Regions from separate parts of the Mus musculus genome. Here regions 1 and 2 are each linked to region 3. The links are chromatin contacts, called in public promoter capture Hi-C maps. All regions are on one chromosome and are shown on one strand. The core of a region is the stretch at or near the end of the contact, and the rest is flanking DNA. Distances in the headings are between cores, read along the strand shown. Region 1 holds the start of Myh11 (myosin, heavy polypeptide 11, smooth muscle). Region 2 holds the start of Cep20 (centrosomal protein 20). Region 3 holds the start of A930007A09Rik (RIKEN cDNA A930007A09 gene).

Evidence for each region. Promoter capture Hi-C pulls out the DNA fragments that hold promoters and counts their contacts.
Region 1: a contact with region 3 is called in a promoter capture Hi-C map of pre-B cells, with 2.5 times the contacts expected there. The contact joins the promoter of Myh11 here to the promoter of A930007A09Rik in region 3. A contact is called at or near these places in 1 of 39 promoter capture datasets (pre-B cells) and 2 of 9 other capture datasets (adipose tissue and liver).
Region 2: a contact with region 3 is called in a promoter capture Hi-C map of pre-B cells, with 3 times the contacts expected there. The contact joins the promoter of Cep20 here to the promoter of A930007A09Rik in region 3. A contact is called at or near these places in 1 of 39 promoter capture datasets (pre-B cells) and 1 of 9 other capture datasets (liver).

Annotation. Positions count from the first base shown.
Region 1 is chr16:14,289,665-14,292,791 of GRCm38.p6, forward strand. Myh11 (myosin, heavy polypeptide 11, smooth muscle) reads right to left here and starts at 1,744. Exons shown (of 41, transcript NM_001161775.1): 1 at 1,612-1,744.
Region 2 is chr16:14,316,052-14,319,569 of GRCm38.p6, forward strand. It overlaps Cep20 (centrosomal protein 20), which reads right to left and starts at 1,281. Exons shown (of 5, transcript NM_025345.2): 1 at 1,243-1,281. The coding sequence starts at 1,270.
Region 3 is chr16:13,752,967-13,756,254 of GRCm38.p6, forward strand. It overlaps A930007A09Rik (RIKEN cDNA A930007A09 gene), which reads left to right and starts at 1,598. Exons shown (of 1, transcript NM_001357954.1): 1 at 1,598-3,288. The coding sequence starts at 1,678.

The DNA.
Region 1 (3,127 bases), core at 494-2,993, 540 kb after region 3:
TCTCACAGAAAAGTAATGATAAATCCATAGTGACTACCTTGTACGGAAGAGAGGCTCTATTTCAGATATAACAATGAAAGTCCATAGTGCTTATGAAGCAAACCCACAGGTTTCTCCAGGGTGGCTCAGCACGGGCGTGTTTTGGGGTCACCCAGCCTCATGGACTCCTACCACATCTGTTTCTCTCTAGGGAACAGCCTTTGTCAGTTTAAATTGGTAGAAGGTTTCAATCTTCTTCAAAAAGTGGTGGAGTCCACCAGAAACAGGAGTCCAACAAATTTTGGTTTTCAGGAAAGACAAAGAGCTGTCACGACAAGATGATCAACTTCGTGATGAAGTGTATATAATGATTCAAATAACTTGATTCCACTGAAGTGCTGTTAAGTACCTGGCTTGTTAAGTGTGCCATCAACCACATCAAAAAAGAGAAGGTGTTCCTTGCCATGAGAGACTTTTGGACCTGTATGGTCAAGCTCTCTTTCTTTAAGTCAAGTCTAAAATAGCATCTTGAAGTAAACTGAGCAAGAGAAGAACCTTCACCAGAGGACACAGAACGGAGCAGAGCAGTGTGCTGAACACAGCCGGACGTCCCTTCTTTCCCAGCAAGCTCCATGGCTTCTCGCAGTTCTTAGAGGTAGAACCTAAACAGCCTAGTCCCGGCTTTCTAAAAGGTTTCTTTTGTTCTCTGACAGACATAACTTTGAAAGGTGCTTTCCAAACAATTCTGAACTGGAATCGCAGAACTTTCTCCTGCTAGTTCCTCTCTCTGTCCTAAGAGTAACCTTCCCACTGAGGAGCCCCAAACCCAGCGCCTGCTCACTCGGTGCACCTGGGGGTGGGGAGGCAAATGGAGCCTCCGCACCCACCTGGACATCTGAGGCCCTAACCAACCAGGAGAAGAACTCCCTTGTTAATTCACAGAGTCTGGGGTCTGGAAGGGAACAGAGTGAAAGAAACTAGCCATATCTTACAATAAGCAGCCTTGTCTACCAGTAACAATCCACAGCAAAATCACCTAAGTAGATGGAAAACACACACACACACACACACACACACACACACACACACACACACACACCACAGCCTGTGCTCAGAACTATCAACACTTTCACCCATGTTTCTGAGTTACTTTGTGCAATGGTCAGTGGATTATCCATCCCATGACCTAGTCAGACTAACCTTGGGTTCCGATCACCATCCCAAATACTGGGATTTGAACCCAGGACCCGCAGTGCTCTACCACAGCACATTTGTCCACTGTGCAGCCTATAAACACTGGTTGGTTTTTAAGTAGACCATTTTGTTTTTTAGACTCTAGTCTTAAAATACCTGGAATTGGGCCCAGCCACCAGAATCTTTAATTGCTTACTCCACTTTCCCAGGTGGTTCTGCTCATGGGCAACCTGGGGATGCTGGTTTGACGTGGTGGGTAGTGGGGGGGGGGAGGGGAGTAATCACAGGAGGTCTAGAATGATCCTGTACCCGGCTTCTTCCCATTGTCCTTATAAGAGATAACAATCAGGACCCCTGGAGTCCCCACTCCCAGGAGGATGCTTTAGAAGGCTTAAACCCACCACCCAGGCTTGCCCCTAAGGGACCAACTCTACTTACAGATCTACTCCGGGGGTGGATTAGCAGGAGGACACCGGATGGAGAGCTCGGATCTGGCACTGATCCCAGGCTGGGATGGTCCAAATCTCTCTGTAAGCTTCGGACGCCTGGCTTTATAGAGTCAGCGCTATCTGAGAGTGGAAAGGGGAGGTGGCTGTCGGACGTCCGAGAGTGGGAGGATCCTCTTCCCTTCGCGGCGCCCCCTGCAGGTGAGGAACAGAGCCGCACTGACCCACAGCCTCAGGCTTCGCTCCCTGTAGCCACCCAGATCCTGGGTCCTTACAGAAAAGGAATCCGGTATACAGAGTCTGTAGGGAAACGTGAGAATTTCTCCCCCTAGGTCCATTCCAGCTGGATTTTAACCTCTTCCTGTTCATACATACTGGAGGCTTGATACCTCCCACTCTCCTTCATCCCCTCTTCATTCACCTGCCACCTCTTAGATCTGAGGGCGGTTGTGTTTAGCAAAGGGAGGGGAAAGGTGATTTTTTTTTTTTTTTTTTGAACTCTGCAAGGTGCAAAGCAGGTCACCGCATATCCTCCAGTGACTGCTGGGAATGTGTGGGAAAAGAAAGGGAAACTTGTTTTTCCTAACTTGTTCTTTGCAGTTCCATTCATGCTACAACCAAAATTAAATATAATCCCAGGGTGCCTGGAACCAATAACGTGGTTTCTCTGAACATCGTTGAAAAGCGGGGTGCTGCTGGAGAAAGAGTGCATTATGGCACTTGGAGGATGCGTGCTAAGACCCTAAGAGAATGCGGGGTACTTGCTGGTCCCCCGCAAGTTCACAGCTGTCCCCCCTCAGCAAGGGATACTTCTCAATCTCTTTCCCTTAGCCCTGTATGGATCTAGGTCCCTGTCTCCCTGTCTCTTTTGTCGGACCTGACACACTCTCCATTACACTCTAGCTTTGATTTCCCTGTGACGATTTTTGTTCTGTCTCTATCATTTCATCTGTTATGTCCCTAAAGTCAGTTTCTTTCTCTCTCTCTCTCTCTCTCTCCCTCCCCCTCCCCCCCCCCTTGCACACACACCACTCAGGCCATAAAAGGAAGTCGAGGCAGAGCTGGCCCCACGCCAGACCGGGGACGCCTCGCTCCCCGCGCGCGGACCCTCGAGGTCCCGGGCTGGTCCTCCCTCCTGGGCCTGGGCGGGAGACAACCCAAAAAGGCCAGGCGCAATTCTCGAAACAGGAATTCCCAGCGTGGCATACCAGCGGGGCTCTGGCTCCCCCTGACTAAATATGGTCCCGCGCAGCCTCCCGCTGAGCCCGCGGGGCGGTATAGGGACCCCAGTGCTCAGACAGGAGCTCCAGACCCAGGTGCAGCTGGTTCTTCCAACCCAAGGATGATTCTGGCCAAACCTGCCCCAGCCCTATTTTGCAGGCCAGAAGACTGAGTCCTGTGAGGGTCCTTAGCAAGCTCAGTACTGTTTAATACCAATGTTCACTCTGGAGAGCTGAGTTACGGATCACTGTGTACAAAGCCAACAGGGGTGCTGTGTGGCCTTTCAT
Region 2 (3,518 bases), core at 31-2,530, 560 kb after region 3:
ATTACTTTTCTCTCAGACACAAAGCATACCAAGAACCAGAGAACGCAGAAGAACATATATAAGGAGGTCCCCCTCAATTTGTAGGGATAACCTCTGGGCTCTTTTATCATTTTGCTACTTGTAGTCTTATGCTTACAATGCTATTATTATAAAAATGCCTTCAGGAATTGGTCTTAACCCAACTTCTTTTCCATAGACTTTATCTTGAAATCCTATGAAAAGTTTATACAATATACATGTACTATGTATACTCCCATCCCCAGAACAGCTCATTGACTCATGTGAAGTCCCTCCTGGGGACTGAGGTATGTCTGCTTTTGGAATGCTCACCAGCAGTGTCCCCAATACATATGCAGTCAATAGTTACTACATCTTAGTCTCCAAACTATTCCATTTGGTTCTCTCCAGATTTCCATTACCGTTGGCTTAGTCTCTGAATTCCTTGACACTCAGAACTAGGTTTATTCTACGGGAAGCAGAATGGCATGATTAAGCCAGTGCACCTTATGGGGTTTCCACACGAGTCGATTTCTATCTAAATTATCGTGGATGAAATATTCCAACTCTCATGTATGAAATGGACATAGCGTTGCTACACAGAATCAAGTTGGATGAGTTGTTAAGGGTCTGATAGAATCACATACTGAACCTTAACTCCAATTACAACTCAAACGTTAACTCTAATTACTATTCAGAGTTAACAGTATACACGCGTTATTGATGTCTACTCCTTGTTTTGTAGTCCTGGGGATGGAACCTGCATGCACCCTGCACACAACCAACCATTTTGGAAAACCTCTTCCGAAAAATCCTGAAGAGCCGCCAGGATGGACAACTCTGTCTCAGGTTTCTGCCAAAGGACAAGGAGGACCTAGCCATACGTTGTCGTCCGGATGGGCTAGCCGTGCAAATCATTGGGAAGTGTGTCTGTCACCAAATCGTGGCTGTGGTGTTGTCGTGGTCAGCTCGGAACGCAGGCCTTTGGGCGCTGTCTGCTCAGTAGGGTTCTAAGAGATACCCAGAGGTCCTGAGGGGACAACAGATACCAGTCCCTTCCTCCAGCTCAAAGGCTGGCCCTAACATAGCGCATGCGCAAAGGCCGCCCCTGGTGGGCCCTGCCACCCTAGAACGACCCTGGAAAAAGATGAGCCGATGTCCCGCGCGCTCTCCTTCTGTCCCATCCCTATCATATACGGAAGGTTCGACGCTTCCCGCAACCGAGCATCCCCTCAATGCACTCACCAGCTTTCAGTTCCGTAACAGTCGCCATTTTTCAACGGCTGCTGGTGCCACGCCTCTCCAGTGCGTACGCACGGCTCTCGGCGCGGCCTCCAACCAATAGGAGTATGGCTCTGCTAGACCGCGTCTGTGCCTGCGCTCCGGTGATTGGCGAGCCGCCACATGAGACTCCACCAATCAGCGACCGTGTGAGGCGGGCTACACTGCAGAAAAGCTTGGAGCCAGAGCCAAATCTGTACCCAACTGCTTTGCCTTTTGTCGCCGCCCAAGTCCTACAGGTCAAGGTGCTGATTGTTCACCTCCCCTCCCCGCACCTTGGCAGGCTTTGTGCTCAGTCCGAGTCCCAGACACAACCCAGCGTCAGAATTACCTGGAAGACTGGTTAGAACAGACTGCTCTGACCCACCCTTGGGTCTTTCTGAGGCACGGACCAAGAGTTGGTTTTTCTGTCAACTTCCAGAATGCTGTGGATGGATGCTGTTAGTCTGAGAAGTGCCACCTTAAAAATCATCTTACACGGCACCCACTCGAAAGTGAACACTAGGAAGTCTTTACACGCCTCAGGTCAATGATGCCCGTTATACAGAGGAGGAAGTTGAGTGTCTAAAGGAAGATCACTGGCAAATGGTGGAGCAGGTGATAACCTAAACCCAGGCCAGCATCTCTTCAAAGCTTGCTCTCTACACTACCGTTAACACCGAGTACATTTGGAATCCTCGAGTTGTTTGTGGAAACAGCTGATAAAAGATTAAGAAGAACAAACATGGGAATAATACATTCAAAATGTGAGGCAGTATAATGGCAGTTGACTCTCCAGGGAGTCTAAGACACTGGACCCTTAAAATTCTGGACAGCCCAATAGTGGAAGTCTATGAGTGGATGCTAGTGAGCATATTTTCGAGGAAGTAAACTGTAAGAAATAGAAAATATAGACTTTAAAAGAAATCATTGGGTGTTTGTTTGTTTTTGTCTCATCTTGTAGTCCACGCTATCTGGGCATTCACTCTGTAGCTCAGGCTGACATTGAACTAACAACAAACACTCTTTTTGCCTCATTCTCAAAGTGATGAACGCCCCTATACTGCCACAACTTGGTTTTGTTTTTAAATTTGCCTCAGGGAGATAGATGTATGTTCTTCCTAAGATTAGCTTTGTTTTGTTTTTTTTCTGAAGTGCACAGGGTGGCTTTGAATTAGCCCTCCTTTCTTTAGCCTCCCAAGTGCTGCAATGACAGGAGTACATCACCATATCAGGCTTCTGAGATATTTCTTAAAGTGGGTAGCAGTTTTAAAGTTTGAAATCCATTTAGAGGAATGGCTCAGTGAATAAAGTTCTTGCTGCATAAATTTGAAGACCTGAGTAACCTTCGAAACCTGTTCTGTAGCCTTAGAATGGTCTTACTCAGTTAGGCTTTCCTATTTTGTAAAACCATGGTGCCTGAATACTTGGTCAGTAGCTCAGGAAATTAGAAGGATTAACCAATTCTACAGGTGAACAGCACTATTGATATACTGATGAGGAATTCCAGAGGCAAAGCATTATGTGACTTAGTATTCTCACCATGCTCACCAAAAATAGATACAGAGCCGTCATCTCAAACTTTCCCTTAACCTTCTTAACCTCACTTCTTCCCTAACCTTCTGGGGTCAGAGTGGGCTCCGCCTCTATCTTGGGAGTGAGTAGGGCCGAGAATGGGGAAAGGCACAAATTAAAAGAAAGTTTCCAAGTAGATATACATGACACTGGCCCACTCATAATGCCAAGGTTATATCAACTTTTTAGAGACAAGACTTCTCTGTGCCTGGTCCCTCTTGGGGTCAGTTGGAGCTTGGGTCAGTCATGTAGGATTCCCTTACCATGGAGCTTCCCAAGGAGAGGGGAGGCTGTGGTGAGGCTGCTTAGAAGACCACCTTTCAGGCTGGCGAGATGGCTCAGTGGTTAAGAGCACTGACTGCTCTTCTGAAGATCCAGAGTTCAAATCCCAGCAACCACATTGTGGCTCATAACCATCCATAATGAGATCTGACACCCTCTTCTGGAGTGTCTGAAGACAGCTACAGTGTTCTTACATATAATAATAAATAAATCTTTGGGCCAGAGTGAGCAGAGGTCCTGAGTTCAATTCCCAGCAACCACATGCTGGCTCACAACCATCTGTACAGCTACAGTGTACTCATATACATTATATAAATAAATAGCCGGGCGTGGTGTCAGACGCCTTTAATCCCAGCACTCGGGAGGCAGAGGCAGGCGGATTTCTGAGTTCGAGGCCAGCCTGG
Region 3 (3,288 bases), core at 348-2,847:
TGCCAGCCTTGAACACTCCTGCAGCCAAAGGGGAGAGATTTATTTCTTTTCATCTGGAGGTCAGACAGCAATGTGCAGAAGTCAGTTCTCTCTCACCATCACGTGGCTCCTGGCGACTGGACTCAGGCTGTCAAGTCTTTAGCTACTGAGCCATCATCCCCACCTGCTACTCATGTTTATAAGTTTATAACTTAAAATTTAAATTACAAAATAAAATTCTGCAACTATTTTGAAAAATGTCAAGCCTAAAGAACACAGGAAAGAACTGAATAATGAACACCTATACTTATTTCATCTATATTCTATAATTATGAACATTTGCCATATTGTTTTCTCTAATTATCTTTATACTTTATTAACTTTTTATTCTTTGACAATTTTATACATAGATTTCTTGATTATATCCACTTCCAACTTCCTGGACACACCTTCAGGTCTTTTTATTTTCATCCATTCATTTTGACACAGGGTCTCACAGTATAGTCCTGGTTGGCCTGGAATTCTCAAGTTAGGACAGGCTGACTTCCAACTCAGAGATCTGCTTGCTTCTGCTTGTTGAGTGCTAGGACTAAAGTCCTGCACTATCATGTCTGACCTTTTTAAAAACATTTTAATAGGGGCTGGTGAGATGGCTCAGCGGTTAAGAGCACTGACTGCTTTTCCAAAGGTCCTGAGTTCAAATCCCAGCAACCACATGGTGGCTCACAAACCATATGTAACAAGATCTGACACCCTCTTCTGGAATGTCGGAAGACAGCAACAGTGTATATAATAAATAAATAAATCTTTTAAAAAAAACACTTTAATAACCCTCTGATTCCAATTTGTATTGCTTGAATGCTCAGGCCAAGTAGGGACAACCTATCATTCTTTATTCCTTTATAATTTTCTATCTATACGTTTGAAAATGCTTAAGAGTAGTTTTCTCCAAGTATAGTGGCGTGTGCCTATAGGCCTAAGTAAATGTGGCCTGAACTACAGGCCTAAATCTATTTAAAATGTACCAAATGTTTTAAAATCCATCAAACACACACATAAAGGTCAACCTTTTTCTCCTTTCATCCTACCCTCTCCCTCCCAGCCTCTACAATACATGGTTGGTTGGCGGGGGTGGGGGGGGTGGGGGGGTGGGGGGGTGGGGTGGGGGGGGGGACGGACGGACGGACACGCGATGGGGTCTATTAGGTCCTTGGGCAAGTTTATCAACAGTCACCAGAGAAGATGGGAGTACAGACCTAACAACACTAGATGCTAACTGCACCTGAGGCCAAGAAGATTCTCGCCCCAGGTACCGCTAGTTTCATTGTCATAAATTCTACTTCTTTTTTTTTTTTTTTTCCATTTTTTATTAGGTATTTAGCTCATTTACATTTCCAATGCTATACCAAAAGTCCCCCATACCCACCCACCCCCACTCCCCTACCCATAAATTCTACTTCTTGATACACCTAAGGATCCCAGACTGAGAAAAGCTGCCCGGGCTAGCACTGGGCGCAAACGCAGAAGGTTCAGCAGGTCGTCGTGCGCACGCGCAGCTCCCTTGGCCCGCTCCAGTTTCCTGGTGTGGAGCAGAATGCCGCTTCCCGCCCCGCCCCTTGCGTTGCCATGGAGAGTGTCTAAAGCCCGCCTGTGGCAGCGCCCTGGGCCTGGTGTCCTCTGGCGGGGTTTGCGTGGAAGATGTTGAGCCTCTCGGAGCTTCCGCAAAAGAACACAGACTTGGCGGAGATGCAGTCCGGGCCCTTGGGTCGCTGCAGTCACTTTTTTTGGCTGGGCGTCGCCTTCGACGCGGTGGGTGTGGCAGTGCTGTTCACTGGCGTCTTCGCCAACTTGCTGTTCTACGACATGCTGCTCTATTTGGGTTCCATCATCATCTTCGTCAGTCTCCTGTGGTGGATCTCCTGGTACACCGGCAACATAGAGGCGCTCCCGGAAGACCCCTTGAGGGGGACTTCGCCCCGCGAGAGCGGGGTGCACCGTAGCGGCAGCCGTCGCTTCTCGCTGACCCTTAGGAGCGTCTCCGACACCTTTCAGCGGATTCGCCGGCGACGGCGGCGGCGACTCCACCCGCGGGTCGTCCAGCGGATCAGTAGCATCAGCTCTACGGACCCGGGGCAGCTAGAAAGGAACTGCGACGCCAGAACCTCGGGTGGCAGAGCGTTGTTCCGTTCAGCGAAGCCTGAGGCTGTTCTGAATCAGTTTAGCAGAGTCCAGACCTCTAAGAGCCTGCCTCTGGGCATTGTCCACACCGGTCTTTCCATTTGTACTTCTAGGAGTCAACCTGTCTTTTCAGTGACTTCGCAGACCTACCCTTTGGCGTCTGACAGCAATTCTCAGATGGCAATGTCCTCTGACAGCCATGTGTATTTGGACTCTCACTCTCAGGAGCACTCTAAAATCAGTGTGGCCTCTCAGATCTACCCTCTGGAACGAGAAGAAAGTCAGAGCCACCTCTTGGTGATCCCTGACAGTTTATCTATGGTACCCGTGACCTCTCAAAGCCAAATCCTGCCCTCTGTATCTTCTGAAAGCTGTGTGCCTTTGGGCCCTCACTCTCAGGGGCGCTCTAAGATCAGTGTGGCCACTCAGATCTACCCTCTGGAACGAGAAGAAAGCCAGAGCCACTTCTTGGTGATCCCTGACAGTTTATCTATGGTACCTGTGACCTCTCAGAGCCAAATCCTGCCCTCTGTATCTTCTGAAAGCTGTGTGCCTTTGGGCCCTCACTCTCAGGGGCGCTCTAAGATCAGTGTGGCCTCTAAGATCTACCCTCTGGAACGAGAAGAAAGCCAGAGCCATCTCTTGGTGATCCCTGACAGTTTATCTATGGTACCTGTGACCTCTCAGAGCCAAATCCTGCCCTCTGTATCTTCTGAAAGCTGTGTGCCTTTGGGCCCTCACTCTCAGGGGCGCTCTAAGATCAGTGTGGCCACTCAGATCTACCCTCTGGAACGAGAAGAAAGCCAGAGCCACTTCTTGGTGATCCCTGACAGTTTATCTATGGTACCTGTGACCTCTCAAAGCCAAATCCTGCCCTCTGTATCTTCTGAAAGCTGTGTGCCTTTGGGCCCTCACTCTCAGGGGCGCTCTAAGATCAGTGTGGCCTCTAAGATCTACCCTCTGGAACGAGAAGAAAGCCAGAGCCATCTCTTGGTGATCCCTGACAGTTTATCTATGGTACCTGTGACCTCTCAGAGCCAAATCCTGCCCTCTGTATCTTCTGAAAGCTGTGTGCCTTTGGGCCCCCACTCTCAGGGGCGCTCTAAGATCAGTGTGGCCTCTCAGATCTAC